Linked DNA regions of Mus musculus: region 2 is linked to region 1. Evidence: chromatin contacts called from public promoter capture Hi-C data. All regions are on one chromosome and are shown on one strand. The core of a region is the stretch at or near the end of the contact, and the rest is flanking DNA. Distances in the headings are between cores, read along the strand shown.

Region 1 (3,091 bases), core at 579-3,078:
CTTTCTCAGATGATATTTGGGAGGGTGGCGCTTTGCGTTATTATATTTTTAATTTATTTTGTTTGGCTTTGAGATAGGGCCTCGTTCTGTAGCCCTGTCCGGCCTGCAACTCACAGAGATCTACCTGAGTCTGTCTCCTGTGTGCTGGGATTAAAGTGCTTTACCACTTCTTAGTCTTTTGGCAAGAGTCTGGCTATGTGGTCCAGGCCTACAGTTGTGATCCTCCTGCCTCAGCTTTCTGAGTCCTGGTGTTGGAGGCAACTGCCAACATATCTACTTTGTATTTTCTTATTTCCAGATTTTTGAGTTGTCTATTTTAGATATGCCCTTGTTCTAGATCCATTTATACCTATGCTGTTTTATAATCTTATATTTTAAAAGGAAGTTGTTCTACTTGATGTATTTAAATATCCTCACTTTGGTTTGATTGTCCATAGGAAACTACTCTGGGTGAAGTGCTATTTTGGTTGTTGTCACCTCTATTCATTCACGGTAAGTTCATGGTTTGGAATTTAAGTGGGAACTTATTACACTATCTGGCCCTCCTCACTCTTCCTTCCCTATTTGCTGTTTTATTTATTCACTATGCACCCTCAGGCCCTTCTTCAGAACTCCATCTCACAGAAGTAGGGTGCAGATGACATTAAAGACAGGGAAACTTGCTGGGCAGTGGTGGGGCACACCTTTAATCCCAGTACTCTTAAGGCAGAAACAGGCAGATTTCTTGTGAGTTCAAGGCCAGCCTGGTCTATAGAGCAAGTGCCAGGGTATCCAGAGCTACACAGAGAAACCATGTCTCAAAAAGACCAAAACCAAAACCAAACCAAACCACGAATAGGGAAGGTCTAGTTACAGCCAGCATATGGTGTGCTGGCTCATTTCCTGGTTGGAAGGCTATAACCTGGGCCTGGACCCACTGCACTTTATGCCTACAGCTCATTAGAACTTTTGATCCCAAGCAGCAGTTAGGAGCACACTTCCATCATTCTTCACAGAGCTCAAGGGTGTGTGTTTGTCTATCTCACACATAACATTTACAACCTCTCTCAAAACCAAACTTCCAGCTCCAGTGCTTGTCACTGGTCTGTGTTCCCATTCCTTTATTAGATTTTATGTATCTGGTGTTTGAGTGTTATTATATCTTTTGGTGTTCTCCATTTGTACTATATATAAATGATATTTAATATTTATAAATATTTAAACGGTTGATGAGGATTGTGAGACTAAAAGAGGAAATCAAGCTCAAGAGAAGCAGATTGTCCCTTTTAGAACAACGAAGGGCAGCAATCTTTCCTTGGGAGAGGAAACAGCATGGCAAGGGTGTGCCTGTTTTGGGGGGGTGTTAAATGGCAGAAAATGGAACTTTGGGGGTGTAAAACACCATATGCAGATCTTCTCCCAATACCTCAGGTAAACACCATGGAGGTTCTGACATGTTGACTTTCCTGTCAGAAGGTTGCCAGCTTCTAACTGCCTACTGTGTCAACTTCTCTGTTTGGAGTTTCTCAGCTTGCCTGAGGCTTTTAGGTCATTAACCTTTCCATGAATAGAGGTGTAGGGACAGCAATGGTCTGTCATGGTGAAATTGTCCCATCTGCCATCCTCATTTGAAGTCTGTCTCACAGGTGGGTTGTGACTTTCCTAAGTATTTCTTAATATAGATTCCAGGACTTCTAACAGTTTGGAAAACCATTTGCCTTTTCCTCAAAATCTCCAAGTTTTCAGACTTTATATTGAAAGACATATTCTGGAAGATATCCTAGAGGCATTTAGGATCAGAAAGAGTTAATATTTTAGGCCTTGCGGGAGGGGGTTACCAAGCTTTATGTCTGGTTCAAAAGTCATCAGTATATACAGCAGAACGGGACACTGAAGGGAAACATACTTCCCTACAGGAAGTGGTCAAGATTTTGCATAAAATCTGCAGGAGAAGATAAGTTCATTTTCGGTAGAATAAGAAACATCTGAATATCGCTCGTTTGTTTCTAGTGTAGATTTAATTAGCTGTTCCTGAATTTTGCATTCCCTTGAGCCATGGTCAAATGATTGAGGCCATTATGGAGCTCAGGTTCAGAATATCTGTCCCAGACAGAACCAATGTGCTTCGCTTGGGGCAGGACTGCTGAGATACCTTTCCTGTAGGACAATGGGGTGTAAAAACTATTTCTACTTTTGTCTCCCTTGTTTTTAAACGAGGCATGGGCTAATTGCCTGCTCAGCACTTAAAGGACAGAGACAAGGGAGCTAGGCAGTCTTACATCATGAGAGGGAAGTTTCTAGGTTGATCTCAGTTGTTTTATTATCACCTGACTTCAAACTTATAAACTGATCTTTAAAGCCTAACTTTGACTCCTACACGAAATAATGTGGCAGTCAGAGTTACCTGGCATTATGAAGAGGGCATTCCCTAGACCAGGTGACCGACAAAGCTTCCAATGGGAAGGGCTTGGGTGATAGGAGTTTTACATATTTTGAAGCTATCATATGGACTAACATCATTTTCATCTTTATGAGGTGGCTTAGACAGAACCAGATGAACTGCTCATAGACTAGTAACTTCCACAATATATGGAATGGCGCTGGGCATGGTGATGCACATCGCTAAGCACAGCATTTGGGAGGCTGAGGCAGGTGGATTCCCTAAGTCTGAGGCCACCTTGATCTACATAATGAGCTTCACAACAGCTAAGGCTACATACAGAGAACCTGCCTCAATAAAAACAAGAACAAAACAAAGCAAAACAAGCCCCAACTATTCTGAATGCTTTCATGGAGAAATCTATATTTTATAATTTTTTTAACCAACTATCTCCCCAGCCTTATTTTTGTCTACTTTTTGGTGGACACAGAACTTTTAAAAACTAGATTCTTAAAAATTACCATAAAATTAAGCAAAAACTTCCCTTTAAACCATACATAAGTATATCATTGCTATATAATTCATAACAGTAATCATATTTATATGATCATCCCAAACTGAAATTCCCATATATTACCTATTAAACAATATCTCTCGATTTTTTCCAATACCTTCCCCTACAGCTCCTGGTAACCACTGTGAATTTTCTGCCTTTATAAATTTGATTATTTT
Region 2 (3,085 bases), core at 412-2,911, 38 kb before region 1:
ACTGCTTATCAAACACCATTTAGTCAGTAGGGGAGATTTTAAAGCAGGCCATGGAACAACAGTCATGACATGGTACAATCTCCTCTCTCCTCTTCTGCCTGATATATATATACCTAATTGGGAAGGTAGGCAAAAATGGTTAACAAGGTAACGTTTTAGTATGTTATAACTATCTTCTTTATTCCTTTCTGTACTGTCTAAATTCCTGATAAAATAACTATTGCTTTTTAAAGAGCCCATGTAGTTAAAATGAATACTGCTTACATTTCTAAATTCCAAACGGGGTATGTTTTCTTTCACTTTCAAAAAAAACCCCACAAAACCCTGTCTGCTTATCTTATACAGGTGTTGTCTTTCTCGGCGTCAGGAAATGGCACACCAATCGGAGAAAAGCACATGTTTTCTATAGTGGAAAAAAAAAGTAACTGCCTAACGTCCTTCCCTGTTTTTCATTAACATACAGCCTATTCTAGCCTATCCCTATCTGGTAGTTTAAAATAAATAAATAAATAAATAAAAATAAATTTCCTCCCTCCTCTTTCAGGCTAAAATGCCAAGTGAGTTCATCTCTACACATTTAAACAGGCTTCATTTTAAAGACATTTCATTGATGGATCAAAACTCAGCCACCTATGTCATGTCTCTCTCCGCCCCTTCACTCTGTTCTGTTTTAGTCATGAGCTTTATAGGGAATAACCTTATTTAGATTTTTATCATGTTTCATCCTTCTAGAATGTAAGCTTCATGAGGGCAGGAGTTTTGTCCTGCTTTCTCACCTATGTCCCCAGCCCAACTCCAGGTGGTATCTAGTAGGCCTTAGGAGGTACCTGCCAAATGAAGAGATGTGTGTGGAAAACAGATTAAGGATGTAACTCCAAACAAGCCAATACATAAAGACTTGGAAAAAAGATAAATAAAGACATGATACTGAAATGCCACGCTGACAGGACTCGATGCTTTATAACACTGGCTCGGAGACGGACCTTCTTCAAGGCGGGCAGGTGCTACACACCTAGCTAAACACATAGCTCTTCTAGGAAGGAGGTAATCCACTGGGAAGCCTGGGGTGGTGGTGATCAGCTCCCGGAAGAGTGTAAAGGACCATCTCCATAATAGAGACGTGGCCGGCGCGGAGGGAGCGGAAAACCTCACAATACACCATACATCCTCGCCCAGATGGGAAGAAAAATCACACGAATCTCCTACACAATCAAACCAAGTAGACAACCCTCCACCAGACAGAGAAGCAGGCTCCTCTCCTAGAGCTCGGTAGTCGCCTGCAACCCAGGAGTCGGGTCGCGACTCCAGCGCGATTCCCTTTCCAGGACCCCGCGTCGCACCGCCCCAAGGAGACCGATTTAGGGGGCCGTTTGGGGATCAGCTTTCTCTATCCCCGCAAAACGCTACCCTCCACCGCACACACGCCTGCCAGTCCAGCTCGTCCCCGAGGCCCCGACCCTCCAACTCACGTGTAGATGATGGACATGAAATGCATCAGCCACAGCACCACGAAGAGCACGAAGCCGAACAAGGCCATTCCCTCCTGGGCCAGGTCCAGCAGCGCCATCCCCCGGCCCGCTGGCCCGGCCCGGCCCGCTCCGGCCGCCGCGGACAGCGCTGCCGCGGGAGGAGGACGCGGGGGCCGCCGGGTGCGGGGCGCGGGCCGCGAGTGGAAGGTGGGAGAGGAAGGGCCGGCGGGGCGGCGGGCGTGAGGACGGAAGGGGCGGGCAGGGCCTGCGCGCCCCCGGCCACTCGGCGCGCGCTCGGCACCGCGCACCCCTTAGCGTGCGCGCGCTGGTGTGCTGCGAGCGCAGGCTGACCGCGCTGCGCGCTCTAGGCGGCCGTTGCCGCGCGCTCGGGCTCCCGTGGTCCAGACCCTTGGGCTGCCGCTGCCGCCGCCGCCGCCGCCGCCGCCGCCGCCGCCGTCGCCGTCGTCCCTTTCGCTCGCCGCGGCTCTGCGTTCTGGTCCGTGCTCTCTGCCGGCGTCCGAATCCCGGCACGATGCGGTCCGCCCTGCCCCGCCCTCTGGAGCCCGGTGCCCGTGCCCCCGCCCCCGGGGCGGCGCCCTCGCGCCTCGGTGCCGGCCCGCGCGCCCACGGGTGGAGCTGCCCCCGCGTGCTCGCCGCCCGGCAGCTACCAACCGCTGCCGCCGCCCGCGCCCGCGGTCCCCCCCCCCCCTGCACTGTCTCTAAGCAGCACGCGCCGCCTCTACACTTTATCTTGGCCAAATCCGGAGGAGCCAAGAGACTGTGTTATTTAAGGAATCCCCAAACTCAGAATTGGAAGAATCGCTTGATGCTGAATTCGCGCAAGATTGTGCGTTCTCTAGGGCAGCTGAGTGTAATTTGGCTAAGATGTAGCCAAGAGAGTTATGGAAATGTAGCTAGTTCGAGCAGTGCTAGGCTGTTAAGTGTTGCCAGTACACCGCTGACAAACCATCTCATTCATAAATCTTGTATTATTTGCTGGGATGATAGATTTTAGTCATACTGGGTTAAATTACGTTACTCCATTTTTAAAAAGCTGTTAAATGTTGCTATTACTAAAACGTTTAATTATGCATGTGCACGATACTGAAAATGGGGAAATGAAGGCTAGGCTGTGTGAGAAGCCTGTATGTAGCCCAGTTACTTCTGGGACTGAAGCAGGAGAATTACCTGAACTTGAACACACAGGTTCCAGGCCAGGCTGGGCAAATTCAATGAATCCCTGTGGTGGAAAAACAAGAGTATTCTAACTTTAAGTCGCAACTGGGAGAAGCTAGTAGTAAATGTTTCCATTTGTTTCTTCAGCCTGGATACATCTATATTGTTTACAATTGTTCTGTGTTTAAACTGTTTATTATTCAAGTTACTTTTAAAAAATAATCCAAAAATGACGGGCAGTGGTGACATACACCTTTAATCCCAGCACTTGGGAAGCAGAGACAGGCAGATTTCTGAGTTCGAGGCCAGCCTGGTCTACAGAGTTCCAGGACAGCCAGGGCTACACAGAGAAACTCTGTCTCGAAAAAAGAAAAAGGAAAAAAAAAAAATCCTTAAGGTTTGCAGTGTCCTTTGTTCTACTGGTGAAAAATCAGTGGGAA

The links. Promoter capture Hi-C pulls out the DNA fragments that hold promoters and counts their contacts.
Region 2: a promoter capture Hi-C map of the HPC-7 cell line shows a contact between it and region 1, with 2.8 times the contacts expected there. The contact joins the promoter of Ugcg here to the enhancer-like site in region 1. A contact is called at or near these places in 5 of 39 promoter capture datasets (the C10 cell line, the HPC-7 cell line, HPC-7-derived erythroid cells and 2 more), 1 of 15 datasets of contacts at CTCF or cohesin (the G1E-ER4 cell line), 11 of 484 Hi-C or Micro-C datasets (CD4 T cells, the G1E-ER4 cell line, the HPC-7 cell line and 3 more), 6 of 115 datasets of contacts at active chromatin or transcription factors (the HPC-7 cell line, the SCID.adh cell line, embryonic fibroblasts and 2 more) and 3 of 9 other capture datasets (adipose tissue, liver and pancreatic islet).

What each region holds. Positions count from the first base shown.
Region 1 is chr4:59,149,913-59,153,003 of GRCm38.p6, reverse strand. No RefSeq gene overlaps it. Among named protein-coding and RNA genes, the nearest start is that of Shoc1, 12 kb to the right of the region's middle. Within about 2 kb of position 1,828, at least 21 of the 459 cell types and tissues checked have an H3K27ac peak or open chromatin away from gene starts, as enhancers often do. A contact at or near this core is called in the G1E-ER4 cell line, the HPC-7 cell line, LSK cells and 1 more, where this site is marked.
Region 2 is chr4:59,188,126-59,191,210 of GRCm38.p6, reverse strand. It overlaps Ugcg (UDP-glucose ceramide glucosyltransferase), which reads right to left and starts at 1,661. Exons shown (of 9, transcript NM_011673.3): 1 at 1,470-1,661. The coding sequence starts at 1,567.